Linked DNA regions of Hordeum vulgare: regions 2 and 3 are each linked to region 1. A link is a contact called in public Hi-C data. All regions are on one chromosome and are shown on one strand. Each heading gives the region's core, a stretch centred on a gene start, on an enhancer-like site or on the middle of the called end of the contact. The rest is flanking DNA. Distances are from core to core; before and after follow the strand shown. Region 1 holds the start of LOC123403003 (B3 domain-containing protein Os02g0683500-like). Region 2 holds the start of LOC123403623 (mitochondrial import inner membrane translocase subunit Tim13). Region 3 has its middle 120 kb from the start of LOC123406042.

The links. Hi-C and Micro-C count contacts between places; a contact is called where the count stands out from the background.
Region 2: a contact with region 1 is called in a Hi-C map of leaf, with 5 times the contacts expected there. The contact joins the promoter of LOC123403623 here to the promoter of LOC123403003 in region 1. A contact is called at or near these places in 2 of 6 Hi-C or Micro-C datasets (leaf and seedling) and 1 of 1 datasets of contacts at active chromatin or transcription factors (embryo).
Region 3: a contact with region 1 is called in a Hi-C map of leaf, with 8 times the contacts expected there. The contact joins the enhancer-like site here to the promoter of LOC123403003 in region 1. A contact is called at or near these places in 2 of 6 Hi-C or Micro-C datasets (leaf and seedling) and 1 of 1 datasets of contacts at active chromatin or transcription factors (embryo).

What each region holds. Positions count from the first base shown.
Region 1 is chr6H:445,165,102-445,168,262 of MorexV3_pseudomolecules_assembly, reverse strand. It overlaps LOC123403003 (B3 domain-containing protein Os02g0683500-like), which reads left to right and starts at 1,870. Exons shown (of 1, transcript XM_045096980.1): 1 at 1,870-3,161. The coding sequence starts at 2,804.
Region 2 is chr6H:444,630,965-444,634,092 of MorexV3_pseudomolecules_assembly, reverse strand. It overlaps LOC123403623 (mitochondrial import inner membrane translocase subunit Tim13), which reads left to right and starts at 1,400. Exons shown (of 2, transcript XM_045097544.1): 1 at 1,400-1,643. The coding sequence starts at 1,530.
Region 3 is chr6H:445,964,117-445,967,321 of MorexV3_pseudomolecules_assembly, reverse strand. No RefSeq gene overlaps it. Among protein-coding and RNA genes, the nearest start is that of LOC123406042, 120 kb to the left of the region's middle. Within about 2 kb of position 1,456, at least 3 of the 3 cell types and tissues checked have open chromatin away from gene starts, as enhancers often do. A contact at or near this core is called in leaf and seedling, where this site is marked.

The sequences.
Region 1 (3,161 bases), core at 621-3,120:
TCGGGAGCAGAAAGGCACTTTCGATTCAAGTAGCACTATAGTTATTGTTCTAATGAGTACCAATAGTCTCACATCATAACGCTTTCACCATGACTAATCATAAATTATATTCATAGTACATTGATAAGACATGTACTATTTTAAATTTTGTTTCATCACAGGTAACTTTCAAGAGCTTTATCTTATCTGAACACCTTTTACATAGATATACGTAATGCCATTGTTTTCAGCCCTTTCGTAAAATGCTAGTTCATACAACTTCATATTAGGAAGACTCGATATGTACAACAGAAAAATTCTTCCAGTATAAGTAATGACTACAACAAAAAAAGGAGGCAAGACAAATATAAAACATGATATTATGTAACTACACGACACATTAAAAGCCAGTGCTTGAAGAAACATGATCATAATCAAATACATAAGAAAATTAAATCTTTTTCGATGAATCTATAACTTTTTGCATGAAATTTACTTATGTGGTTGTTGAGATCTTTGAAGGCCTTCAATCTTTAAGGCCAGAATATAATCTCTTTGATTTCCCGACTGAAATGATGCTTAAAAGGTCGATTTTCTATTTTTTTAGGAACAACAAGACAAGAACAAACATGAACTGAAAAATAATAGCAAGACAATGGCATGAGTAATCGTTTTTGCTTATCCGTTCTGTAAGTGCATGTTCATTCCTGTTTTGCACTGTTATGGAACCCAACGGAACATGTATCACACCCACACCAAAAGGTATATCGGCATGATATGCAAATGCATTACATAGGAAAACAAGCATAAACTCGTCTATACATCACCAATTTGTGAATCTTGGCACAAATCAACGGCATGTCCCCAGACCTGTGTGACAAAAACCTCTTCCGTCATGTTGGTGGCAATTTGTCCATACCATGTTTCAGTGTCATCAACATACGATAAGATTGAGACTCTCCTTTGTTAGATAGGAGAGAAGATGAGTGTCATGGATAACATGGGCTTACTCCTCATCCAAATCAAGAGAATCCAAAACATACATTGCCCTCTGGAAATTTCGAGCGGCACACACCAGTCAGGCCCTACCCCGTCGTTCAATTGCCTCTCGATTCGCGAGGTAGTTGGATCCTCCACGAAGGCAAAATAAGTTTTAGGTTTTAATCGATGAAACTTCAGATTTTGCATCTGAAAATTCCGATTTTCTCGGTCATGACTATCAAGTATCAGAGTTCAAATTTTAAGCGGCTTTTTTCGATCGCAGGTACTAAAGTCATGATTTTATTGGTCGCTCATACTAAGTTTTAAGAACTGAAACTTAATAAAAATAATTAGAATTCATCAAATCGTATTAAAAATGAATTTTATTTGAAAGCCTCCATCATGTAAAATTCATGGTGCTTAAATACCCTAGAAATATCCGATTGCTGGAATAGAAATATCCAATGCCCGATTGCCGAATAGAAATATCCAATGCGAAATTCCACGCCCGTTGGCCCATGACAAGCCACAAAAAATTCATGGTGCTTAAATACCCTAGCTAGAGGGAATTCTCAAAAAAAAAAACAGAGGCAGACGAGACCTTGTCATTCCACATCACGCAATTATTATCACAAAATCCCCCTTGATGGATCGACGGGTACGCACCATGGAGGACCAGCCTAGGAACTTGCCTACACGAGCTATGCACTGTAGCTGCAGCTAAGCCCGTAGGCAGGCGTGTGAGTGATATTTGATGTATACGTATACCGGCCCGTATGGTGACAAGGACGAGCGCTCACATGAGCCCAACCAAGCGCGCGCGATCCATGGGCCCCCACCACCCCCTCTGCCCTTTATAAAGCTACACACTACGCTGCACAGTACACGCCCACTTTTTCCAGCTCTTTCTCTAGCTCCATCTCTATGCTCGCAACGCTGCAAGAAAAACCACACTCCATCTTTGACAAAGAGAAACAAAATAAAGTGCATGAGAAAGAAAACACCAAGCCTGATGAAGCTCCTGGAAAGAAGGTATAGTACGGAAGAGGTGGGAAAAAACACAGCGAGATGACTCACTTCACTTCACTAAGCAGCTGCCACTTCCACTAGGTAGCTAATAAGGTAGTCGAGTTCAAGGAGACGGAATCTTGTAGCTAGGGCAGGGGCAGCTCAGCTCAGTCGTCTCGTCCCCTCTCTCCCCCCCTTGCGGGAGGATCGAACTGCAGCGGCCTCCACAAATATTAGCCAGCCACGCGCGCCCACCCACCAACCTCCCCGGCCGTCTCCATCGATCCATATTGCCGGCCATCCCCGTCTCCATTCCATCCATCCATCCCTGCCGCTGCCACAACACACCCCAAAGCTAGCTAGCGGCTAGGCGTGCAGTGCGCGCGCGCGCGTCAATGCATGCCGGCCAAATTCCCCTCCCACAGCTCAAGATCGATATATAGAATTTCGTAGGAGAAAAAACAAAAACAATACATACACGCATACATAGGTAGATCCCCCCTCTAGCAGTGCCCAACCTAGAGAGGCTATAGCTAGCGCACCTCCGCTGCGGCCGCAGTGTCTATTCTCGATCGAGCACCAGGCCAAGCTGCTGGTCTTGGCAGAAGCCAGCAAGGGGCGGGCAACAAGAAGAAGGATCCAGCTGAGTGGATTGGGGTTGCTTTCTTGCTGCTCCGATCCGAAGAAGCAGCCAAGCAAGGAAGCTATCTGCTGCTCTCTCTTTATTTTCTGGTTGCTTGCTTCTTCTCAAGATCTGGCCATCCTCCTCCGGCTGCATCGAATCGGGCATGCCGCAGTAATCCAGGGGAAGAAGCTTTCAAGCATACATACATACATGGAGTTTACTGCGACAAGCAGTAGGTTTTCTAAAGGAGAGGAGGAGGTGGAGGAGGAGCAGGAGGAGGCGTCGATGCGCGAGATCCCTTTCATGACGCCCGCGGCCGCCACCTGCGCCGCGGCGCCGCCTTCTGCTTCTGCGTCGGCCTCGACACCCGCGTCAGCGTCTGGAAGTAGCCCTCCCTTTCGATCTGGGGATGACGCCGGAGCGTCGGGGAGCGGGGCCGGCGACGGCAGCCGCAGCAACGTGGCGGAGGCCGTGGAGAAGGAGCACATGTTCGACAAAGTGGTGACGCCGAGCGACGTGGGGAAGCTTAACCGGCTGGTCATCCCCAAGCAGTACGCCGAGAAGTACT
Region 2 (3,128 bases), core at 151-2,650, 530 kb after region 1:
ATGATGTACATTTTTTCTTAAATATAAGTTGGGAAACGTTTCCCCTCAACCAGCTGATTTTCTGGCACCCGTTTGGCACCTCGCTCGCACAACATGTGACGTGCCGCTGGATACTTATGCTTTTTTTGCAACTTATGCAGTTCCATCAATGTTGCAGAAGGTGATAATGAGAAAAGCAACATGAAACAAAATCTATGCTGTAAAAAAATTATGCAACCAAACCTCTATTATAAAACAAATTCTGCAATAAAACTTGAGTTGTAAAAAAATTCGACAACAAGATCTTCGTTGTTAAAATTTCCGCAAATTTCCTCAACAAGTCCTCCGTTGTAGAAATTCCTGCAACGACACTCATGTTGAAATGGTGGAGGGCACATCTGATGGCCCGCGAGCCGTCTGATCTTTAAAAAAAACAGTCGACGGACGCGCAGCACAGCCCATATAAGTTTCGAACACTTTTTTGAATACATGATCAACATTTTAAAAATACAAGGTGAATATTTATTTAATATGAACTTTTCTCAAATACATGCTCAATATTTTTTAAATACACAATGTACATTTTTTATATACATCAGGAACATTTTAAAATATAGAATCAGTTTACTATACTATCTATTTTTATGTCCACTTTTGTTCAATGTAAGTTGTATATTTTTTGTATACATCAGAAATATTTTTTAATACATATTTAATATTTTTATATAAATGATTAAAAAAAATCGTATACATTGTATTCTTTGTGTCCATTTTGGTATACATGAGAAAATAATTTCTACAGAGATTTTGCACTTTTAAAATGTTTGATTAAAACTTTTAAAATACATGATCAATATTTTTTTGTACACATTGCATATTTTGTAATACATTTTTCGTATGCATGAGAACCATTTTTTTCATATATACTTAAAAATTTTAGATTCTTGATTAACACTTTTCAAATAATTTCTTCCCATTTGAAATGCTTACTTAACATTTTTCTAAATATATGATCAACTTTATTTATACACATTGTATGCATTTTTCATATATATGAGTATTTTTTATACATATTTAACATTTTTCAAATGCTTAATTAACATTTTTAATATGTTATATGTGTGAAGTGTTTTTATGTATATTTATAATATTTGGAAATGTAAGTGAAAACAAATAAAAGAAATAAATAGAAAAAACGAGAGGTGTGGCCTTGCGCGCTGGGCCGGCCCAGTTTTGCTCTCGCCCTTCAGCGAGGCTGCCCTACGTCTCGCCGGTGTCCGTGCGTTCGGCTGCCAACGGGCCCTCTGCCACATGGACCGCGACTTAGCAGCACGGCCACATGAGCCTTGTTGCCCAAGAAAGAATATGGGCTCATATGTTGCCGCTGAAATTGGACCGGCCCTTTCCCAGTCCGACTAGGGTTTACCCCGCCTATGCGCCGCCCCCCGACCTTGGTATAACCCGCCGTCCCACAGAAACCTTCGGCGCAGAACGCACAATAACCACCGAGCACCAGCGAATACTTGCAAGGCAAGCAAGGCAAACTCGGCATGGACTCCTTCTCGTCGCCGTCGATGTCGTCGGGGTCGCCCCCCAACCCGGAGGCGGTCATGGAGGAGATCAAGGCGCAGCTCGCGCAGGCCTATGCCCAGGAGCTTCTTGAGGTGGGATCTCCCCTAATGTTTTCACATCTTTATTAGTACTTCCGTTGATCTGCATCTACGCGGACGGCTAGGCTGCTGGTTACCAGGCATAGATGATTCTTAATTCGCCAACAGCTGATTTGCTAAGGAGGGGGGATGTTTGGCTGCGTTTCGTTGGGGCGATAATGTTAGTACCAGAGGGGATTTTATTACCGTGCTTGCAAGTTTTTTTCCCCACTTTGCTAAAGCATCTATAGATAGATACACTATTGGGGCCTTGCGGATTCCACTTGAACCAGAAGCAACTGCATTATCTTTGATTGCGGGGTTTTGAGCTCTGTTGGTTTCCTTCCAAGTTTAGAGAGAAATTCAGTTTGAAGACATCTGCTATTAAAAGTAAGATTTTTAATAAAGAACCTGATCAAATCTTTTTGCAATCCCGATTGATGTAATAAATACGATTGGATTAACTAAATTGAGTAGCTGGTTGCCATTGCTGCAGAAAAAGATTATTATCTTGGAGAGAGATTTACATGTTGCAGCTGTTAAGCTATGCTAACTGTATTCTTTCAATGGAATACCTTTCTGCATCTTATACGATATATCACGAGGTCTGCACCGCGCCTCAACTTAACTGGAGCAATATGGCTTGACTAGACTATAGACTAGTAATTTATATTGTTCTATTTTCTTGCCCTATTGAGCAATGGTCGGCAAAAACTAAGAATCCAACATTATAGAGTTGTAATATGCATTTTCAGTAGCAATAGGTCAATTTGCTGAATCTGGTTGCCTAAAGATCTCTTGATATTTTTATTCATACCAGAGTTTGGTATGTCCAGATGTTTACTTGAGGTGATCCATGATGCATCTGTACACAATACAGGTGCATCAATATGGGTATGATGATCCAACATTTACGAGATTCTTCCAATATCACCAATTTGTGATTATTTATTTATTCGTAAAAGGAGAGGTGTAGAAAGTCCACAAGTAGGTTAATAGGAATAAGTGAAGTTATAAGACAATATTATACAGTACTGAAACTACTGATTTTTTTTAACAAAAGCAATTCTGATACTTCCTAGTACAGCCTTGAGCAATATCAGTGCTCTAGTTGTACCTTGATTTACCTATTGTAATTGTATATGGTCTGGCAGAGTCATCAGTCAACGCAATCTCTTCTTCTCTTCTAATGTTGTTAATTTGAGTCTGTATGGATAGTTTGGGTTCTTCTGTTGTGGTTGATGGTGACAAGTAATAAATCATTATTTGGCTCTTAATTTCAAAGGACTTAATCAAAGTTCTGTTTGGTGATGTTCCTGTTGGGTAGGGGCTTACAGCTTCTAATTTTGAACACAAGCAACTTATTTTCATAGGAATGATTAGGTGTTCTACATTGTCCCCGCTAATTAAGGGAAACCCTTTTGAAGTACATTTGCATTGCCCAATACCTAATTATGTCTTTAGATTAGTCTGGGATAACGATGGCATGTTCATGATATT
Region 3 (3,205 bases), core at 207-2,706, 800 kb before region 1:
AAAACGATGGTGCAAACATGGGAATACCCGGGGAAAAAACAACAGAAAAGATAGCCGCGATTGATACAGTTTTTGCGTGGCCCGAGGCGATTCTTATTTTCTAAAGAAACTTTGATTTGCTCGAAAAACAAGAACATTCATTTGTTCTAAAGTATGCATCGATTTGTCTTTTTAATCAAAACAAACAAAAGGACAATTTCGCTGTTCCCGCATACGCAACAGGAGCCAAAGCCCAATTCTCTTCTTTCTTACACGCAGTACTGTTGTAGCATCAGCGGCAACAGCAACGCATCCTACTTATACTATGCAGATGATCATAAGCGTCAGAGACCCTATTGCACAGCTCAGGGGGTGAGCGTGCCCAACCGCATGACACTGTAGCTATGCCACTTCCCATTTTTTACATCGCTACTTCCTTCGTACCCAAATGTAAGTCTTCTTAGAGATTTCCTTAGGAACTACTCCCTCCTATCTTAAAATTACTGTTTTAGATTTATTTAAATATAAATGTATCTAGCATGTTTTAGTATTTAGGTACATTCATTTTTAGACAAATCTAAGACAAGAATTTTAGGACAGAGGAAGTACATATAAAGCAAAATAATTAAATTTATACTTAAAAATATATCTATATACATTCGTATATAGTTTGCTAATGAAACCTGTAAGGTCTTCTTTGGTTTGAAGGAATCTTATACGAATTTCATAGAATACGATTTATATAGAAAAAAAAATCCTTTAGAGCCCTTTGATTGGTAGTAATAGAATGCTATTACTATGGAAGAATTCTTTCTATTCTACACATTTCATAAGAAAATAAACATTAGCCTAAATTAAATTCCGAAAAATATGAACCTATCTGTAGTTTGATAATTAGAAAGACAATGATATTTCCTATCCATCAGAGTTTAAGTTTCAAACTTAACATTGGTGTATGTATTTTTCTAAATTATTTCAGGTCCTTTGATGATGTGCGGTCGGTGAAAGGAGACGTTACCGTCGATCATGAATGCGTTTGTGCCGACTTTATGAATCTCAAAATGATATGCCGGCTCAATTTATCGAAGGTGTTCATGAAAATAAGATGTTTCTATACTCATACATTTATAAAGATGATTGAATGCTCGCGTATGTAAGCGATTTCGATTGCACTGTGCAAAAGTTCCTTTCGGAAAAGGAGCACTACTTTGCACTTTGCACCGGACTACACGTCTACATGGAGAGTACACGTATAGCGCTGGCAAGCAAGCTGCTACCGCTCCATGATTCCACTTTTCGTTCGCTCGGCGGGCAGCGGCGTGCGTGTGGACACTCTCCGTCCACGACTAGCTGCCGGCCGGACATGTAGCAGCTGTGTCGTTGTCGGTTTGTCACGTACGCTTGGGGCAGCTGGTTGGGGTTGGGGAAGGGCCGTGTGCCCGATCGCTCCAAGCGGAAGCACATGCGCAGCGGTGATTGGGGAGAGAGAGAGGGCAGCGGGATAGATAGAGACAGAGGGAGGGAGGCGGATAATGGGAGGGAAGGGCCGCCGAAAGCGACGTGACGAGGGGATCCCAACGGTTTGGACAGGATGACGAAGCGAGTGCGCTTGAGGCGGCCCCTTCTCGCTCCCATGCATCATGCAATGATGCTGCTGCATGCGCGGATGCGCCCCTCGCCAATGCACCATACCACCACTAATCATCAACCGATCACTGGTACTGGCACTCGTTCCTCCGGTGGGGGTGGCCATCTTTATTTTGTTCCGTGGGACGACGAAGAGGCCGGCTGGACGGCCGGATCCGTGAGATCGATACATCTGTTTGGTGGTTCGTCAACTTTGTCCCTCCTGTTGTAATGCTACACAAAGCCCAGACCATATGAATCTGGCGCCTTATTACCCTTTATCTCATCGAGCGCGCCCTAATGTGCAGCGTGTTGCATTCTGGTTGGATGTGGGTGGTGCCATCTCACATGCGCCAATTAAGCTCCAAGGGGCCGGGTGAATCGAGTGATGAGCTGGAGGCGTATGGCCGTGCATGGACCGCTAATGAGGAGATATATATTGAGATGCCAAGAACTGATCTATGTCTTTTGCGTGTAGAAAACTATTACATATGCCATTGCTTTACAATGATTTTTTTCTACATGTATTCTTCATCACAATATTTGAATATCAAGTTTAAGGGTCTGTCTAGGATACATCTAGATGTGCTATATTTATTGCACATTTAAATGACTCAATCAAACTAGAAAGGAAACAAAAAAAAAACACAAAAGAAAATGCTTGCACGAATCTTAACGTAAAATCAATGACATATATGATTCATATGTGCAATACTTAGAGCCCATCTAGATGTGTTCCAGCAAAACGATAAGTCTGATTAGCCAAGATACATGGTCTCTCTTCCATGCATGTCACATATGCACACACATCCTCCCATGTAAGCCACATATGCATCCGTTTAATTTGTCAAGATATATGGTGTCTCTTTCGCATGCAAGTCACATATTCATCCGCTTAATTGGGCACCATATGGGGTCTCTCCCACCCATGTAAGTCACATATGCATCCGTTTAGGCCCTGTTTGTTTCAGAGATCTCGGTAGTTTTTTTAGTCAAAACTAAAAAGTCCCTAGTCCTTATCCGTTTGTTTTTATGGACTAAATAGGGACTAGAGTTCATTAAATGACATGCAAAAGACCATGTTACCCCTAGTAATGTACTAAAAGTTATTAAATAACATGCTAAAAGTAGGGGTACTGTTGGAAAAAGTGTCAAAAAAGTCTTAAAAAGACCTGCCCATAGGGACTTCTTCCTTTAGTCCCAAATACCCCCTTTTATTCCCTAAAAGTCCATCATGTTTGTTTCACATGGGACTAAAAGGGATTTTTTTTAGTCCCTACATAAAAAAGTCCATGGAAACAAACCCCTTAATTAGCCAAAATGTAGGGTCTTTCTATCGCATGCAAATCACATGTCCATCTGCTTAATTGGGCAAACATATGGGGTCTCTCTCCCATGTAAGTCACATATGCATCCGTTTGATTAGCCAGCATATGGGGTCTCTCTCAAATGCAAGTCAAATATGCATCCGCTTAACTAGCCAACATTTCTCTCCCGTACAAGTCACATATGCATGTCGTTCAGTTAACCAACATGTAGGGCCTCTCTCTCCCATGTATCCCGTTTAATTATCTAAATATATATGCTCTCTTTCTCCCCC